2 separate regions of the Gasterosteus aculeatus genome follow, and region 1 is linked to region 2. Evidence: chromatin contacts called from public Hi-C data. All regions are on one chromosome and are shown on one strand. The core of a region is the stretch at or near the end of the contact, and the rest is flanking DNA. Distances in the headings are between cores, read along the strand shown.

Region 1 (2,747 bases), core at 48-2,547, 190 kb after region 2:
ATTGGAGTTCAATTAAATCGGGATTCAAGGGTCTGACCGCCATGAGCTTTTGTCTTTTTGAAGGCCAACACTAAAGCCGCCATCGCAGTTTGCGTGACCCGGGAGTCGGTTTGGTTGGAGACGAGGCTTTAGGGCACATGAAATGCTCCGCGTTGGTGGCAGAGGTTACGGTGGGCGCCTTGACCCCAAAGGTCGTCATTTTATCGAACGCTAAACTGGACTCCTCAATGGACGGCCGCGGCGGCGGTTAGCGGGTCCGTCCCGACGGAGGCTCTCTGATTGATGGGCCCGAGCGCGGAGGGGCGGCGGGAGATGAAGAGAGGTCCGATAGCCGGCCGCTAGATACTCCCTGATTCACTGCGTGTCAGATGCTGATAACGGCGAGGCCGAGAAGGAAAGGCAGCGAGAGACCGAGAGAGAGGAAGTGAGTAGAGGAATGAGGGCCTAGTGAACGGAAGGGGGGAGAGGAGGGAGGAAGAGAAGCGTGGCGTATGGGATTGTGGCCGGTAGCTTATTTCATCACACTGACTAAAGGGGGGAGGGGGTGCGGGCGCCATCGCCCTCGACTTGACGCCGCCAGGCGGACAAACGTCCTCGCGGCGTGACCTTCCTCCTTCATCGGGCTCCCTTTCCTGACCGTCCATCGGTCTCTCTCGTCCAGGTGTCTCGGTGTCCCGGTCCTGCTTTTTGTTAATAACCGCGCCCGGTGCGGCGACATGACGGTTTCCTCCGTGGTCACGGTGCTGTCACTGTAATGTATGTCTTCCGATAGCACTCTGAGGGAAGGAGAAATGGAGTCCTCTCCCCTTCCTGCAGCTTCAGTGTATCAATAGCATCCCCCCCCCCTCCCCCCTCCTCCCCCGTTTTCTTCTTTCTCTCTCTCTCTTCTGTCGCAATCTATCCACTTTCCCATTTTTTTTTTTTGCTCTCAGAAGCCCTGACCTTATCTATCCATTTTATCTCCCCGCAGTTTTTTCGGCGCCATTTCTCCTCTTCTTCGCCTGTCGCTCATCCTGCTGTCACCAGGTTTTCTGTCGCCATGGGAGGAGGAGGGGGAGGGGGAGGGAGGGGGAGGGAGGTGGTTCTGGAAGGAAGCGAAACCCAAGTCAGGCGGTCACCGGTGACACCCGTGTGCACGGCGCGGTCTCGGGTCCTTTGGTTTTTGAAGCAGAGGAGCGTTTTCTTTTCGAGGGCGCGGCCCTTCCATCCCGCCGAGGTCTGGAGGGCGCGGGGGCGGCATTCCACGCAGGGCGCTCATACCTGAGCGCGTCGCGTGCTCATCGCCCACAGGCGCCACCGGGCCGTGGGTTTTTTTTCCCTCCGAACTTCCTCATACCCCACGTGATCGCGTGCGCAGGTCAGAACCGGTTATGAGGCCCCGGCTGGTTTTAAGAAATACGTTTCTGTATTTTGTCTCATGTCTTTAATTACCCTGATGTCTACATGTACAGTTCTTGGTTCAAACACTAGATGCTGCTGCCATTTTGATCTGATCACTGATTATAAATAAAAACATCTACCACAAAGAGACAGATAGCATTTGAAATATCAAGTCAAGGGACAAGAAAGTTTGTGTGATTTAAGATATGATCAAACTTTGTACAGTGGCCTCCACACTCATCTAGAAGCACATATTTCGTACTATTGTTTCTTATATTTTCACATCCCTCCTCGCTTAAACCCGTTTTCATTCCAATTTAAGATACTTTTATTTCTGGATTCATGCTGAACACAAGAGACGAACGTTCGATTTAAAACCAGAAAGACTAAAAATGCCGGATTATTTGATGAAGCCATAAAGGACTGAGCCACCATTCATTTCACCACCAACACTTCAGTGTCTCTGAGTTTTTAGATAGAAGATGAAAGAAGTGAGATAAAAAAACGCTTCCATAAGCAGAACTGTTAAACCGCCAAAGAGACAAACAATGAATAAAACATGTAGAACTCAAACCTTTTATGGCGTATTATACACTATGTCACATTGACCCTGATCGCAGCAGTAAATACAGAAATGTATCACTACGGAACACTTCATACTGACATCGATGGTTAAAGCTGAAGCCTTCGGGTCTCTGCAGAAGGAACATTAGTCCAAAGGACAAATTGCAAATGGAGATATTTCCCAGGTTGGTTCGCCTAAAGAGGATTCCATTCTGGAGATAATTGAACGAGTAAAACTCACAGATGTGGAGAAAATGTGCACAAGATTTTCTCTTTATTTGAGCCTGTTATCAGCAGGGGGAAGAAAGCAGCTCCGTACTGGAGATTCTGTTGAAATCACATCTAATGACCAACCAGCCCAGATTATCATTTAATGTTTATCATTCAAGAGCCATTGTGCGGGGGCTTAACGCCTGCATCGACTTAAATATGATACCAAATTTTGCCTTCTTAAAGATTCTTCTTTGGTGATCATTATGTGGATTGAGTTTCACACGGGGGGATTTCAGGATGTGCATTCAACTCCGGCTTTAAACCTCTTAATATCCTCACCACTTAAAGTGTCCACTGGTGAATAGATCGGTTTTGCCAATATACTGGGATTGTGTTTGTATGCTGGATGGGATTTTTATGAATATGATCCAGCCGCTTTTAACTTTATTGTATTATTGATCGGTTCTATGCTGGCTGTCAATGGGAGACCTTTAACTCTACATTTCGGGTAAAACTAACATGTTTTTGTATTGAATTTTTTGATGATTGGGCCCAGATATCTAAAACCCTTTAATACATTAAACTAGTTT
Region 2 (2,700 bases), core at 170-2,669:
ACTGGAGTTTCCTACAGAGTGAAATACAGAAACAACACAGGGGATTTATTTTTTTAAACATATAATGATACATAATACATAAATGAGCACGTGCGAGGCCGAACTCACCTCAACCTCCTTGGCGCCGCGGCCTCGGCGGACCTGCTCCTCAATGAACTTGGCGCTCCGCTCCTCGTCGTCCAGGTCCTGCTTCTTCTTCCTCGCCTGCTCCTCCTGGCGCCGGATGGTCTCCGGGTCGCGGTCGATGTACTGGACGTACCAGCCTTTGGGCGTCTCGTCCACCTTGCAGAGACCTGGCGGCAAATTTTGATGTAAACCACGCTTTACTTAAAAGGCACCGCATTTTAAATGGATGTGACAAATCCACAAATGTAAACGCTGTATCCTCCACGTTTAACCACGTGAGCTAAAGATATGAATCAAATGCATCTGTAAGTATTGAGACAGATCGGTCTAATATTTACTCAATCCTGCAATGCCAGTAATTCCGCGTCGGTCTACTCTGCAAACATGGAAGCCGAGTTGAGTCCCTGAATGTCTCACGGTGGATCGTGGAGTTTGAAGAGGTGCGTTTACCTTCTCGGCCGAGCCACTTGGTGAAGTCGGTGAGCGTCTCCCACTTTGTGGAGTTCATGTGCACGTGCTCTCTGTGGCTGATGTATTCGTTGTAAATGATGTTGTTGTGCACTCGCTTGGTCCCTGCAAGAATACACACACATGTGTAAAAAAAACACAAAAAAACGTGATGACACAGCTGCTGTGGAACATCTGGACAAGTTGAGTGGAATCAGGACTCACCGAAACGTCTGCTGAGCAGCTCAATGAAGTCGTTTTTGAACTCACTTGAAAGAAATGAAACGTTGATGAAAACTCGCGCCTGAGGAACAAGACTTTACGTCACTTTCGCGTTATTAATGAGCCATAAGGGAACTCACTCTGAGAAGTAGTCCATGAACTTGTTAGGGTCCTCCGAGGCCAGCAGCAGCTGCCTCTGGTGGGACTCGGACATGCAGTGACATTTAAAGCCATTCTGGAGGGACAAATAAGTTAAAACACACAACCAAAGAAATGAACTCAATCGGACTGATTTCAGCCAACGTCTCACCTCATCTCGGCATTGTTTTTGACACATCTGACAATACCACCTCAGCTTCTGGAGACCTTTAGACTTAATCCGGTTGGCTATCGCCTTTGGGGAGAGAAAATCCGCTTTCCCCATTTTAACCAAAGACGACAAACAGAAAAACCCACTACTTGTTTAAATACAACGTTTAAACAGAGGGGAGAGGCTCCCGGAATGGCGGCTGGACCACGAAGAGCTACTAGCTGCTAACGTAAACAGTTTCCGCATGTCGAACGTCATAATCCCGCGCGAAAGCTTCAATCACGCGAGAACTGTGGCTGCTGTCAAGGACTCGTTGTAAACTTTGGATTTTAAAAGAGAGATGACGGTCGGATTGATTTTGAGTACTTTTATCAGTTAGAGTGAAATAAAAGAAAACGATGAAGAGAAGAAAATGTGATAACAACTAATGAGCACAAACAAAATAATTACCAGTGATATACAATACTTCAAATATAAAAATGTAGATTTTACTGTACTTATACATGTGAGTCGAACGTATTGCATGGACTGCTAAATCAAATTAAAATGACACAATCACTAGAGCACAATTTTTAATACAGAAATTTTTACATATTACATAGACATTCACTCATACACATAGCTATGAATACTTATTTTTTAGGACCGTTAATGCGTTTGCCCCACTTAACGATATATTTGGCAGCTCATGAACGCACCATCCGTCCATTTTGCCTGTTGTTTGCGCCTGCGCAGTTGTGCTTGTCTGACCTTCATAGCAGTAACCATGTTCGCCAGGACCAGCGCGTTGGTGTTCTCCCCACAATGGTAAAGTCAAACGCATTTAAATACTTTCACGGGATTCTTTACTTGTACCTCACTTGTTTGTTCCTCGTGTGATACTTGATTAGAGTGAGAGTGTACCGCGTAGTCTGTAAGTCGTGCAGTTATTGAACGCAAGGACGCGCTAACGTGCAGGCCGCGGCTAATGAATGACATCGATGTGCTGCGATCTGAATGGGCAAGTTCACAGCAGCTAACGCTAGCTTAGCTCACTAGCTTACACGGTCTGACATTGCGCGAGAACTAATTAAAGAGAATAAACGGTTAGCTAATTGATTGAAATCATTGTCGCTGCATCGGCCATCAGAAGCCTATGAGGACAGCTAACCAGGGCTAACTGTCAACGCTTACGAGCGCAGCGGTTACTAAGCTAACGGATGCTAGCACATTGGCAGCTTTACTTAGCAAGCAGTCAGGTTTCATCCAAAATATGAACGTGACACAGGCTGCGGTTGCACTTCCGCCGTGTTATTAGGGCTGTTCCGTGTTTGTGCTGCTCGCAGTGAACGCTCACTCGCGGTGTTTCTGTCCCCAGTGGGCAGGTCAGGAGCATGGCGACCCTGAAGGACAGTAAGTACACCCTGTGCATCCTCCCCTCCTCATGTGCAAAGACGACAGCACCCACGCACTCTGCAGACAGCCACAGGGAACCCACATGGACGGAACGCTAGATGCTAAATGCTGAAATACATTCCGAGATAAATATCAGATCCAACCGGGTCAGTTTAGATGAACCGTCTCATCATAGTAAATCACAGAATGTCATTTCTCTA

The links. Hi-C and Micro-C count contacts between places; a contact is called where the count stands out from the background.
Region 1: a contact with region 2 is called in a Hi-C map of whole body, with 12 times the contacts expected there. The contact joins the enhancer-like site here to the promoter of kin in region 2. A contact is called at or near these places in 5 of 6 Hi-C or Micro-C datasets (liver, skeletal muscle, tail fin and 1 more).

What each region holds. Positions count from the first base shown.
Region 1 is chr4:34,484,799-34,487,545 of fGasAcu3.hap1.1, forward strand. No RefSeq gene overlaps it. Among protein-coding and RNA genes, the nearest start is that of gata3, 140 kb to the left of the region's middle. Within about 2 kb of position 1,298, at least 4 of the 9 cell types and tissues checked have open chromatin away from gene starts, as enhancers often do.
Region 2 is chr4:34,291,967-34,294,666 of fGasAcu3.hap1.1, forward strand. kin (Kin17 DNA and RNA binding protein) reads right to left here and starts at 1,420. Exons shown (of 12, transcript XM_040173537.2): 1 at 1,106-1,420; 2 at 936-1,030; 3 at 799-842; 4 at 577-699; 5 at 109-293; 6 at 1-11. The coding sequence starts at 1,219. It overlaps atp5f1c (ATP synthase F1 subunit gamma), which reads left to right and starts at 1,389. Exons shown (of 9, transcript XM_040173540.2): 1 at 1,389-1,912; 2 at 2,463-2,497. The coding sequence starts at 1,794.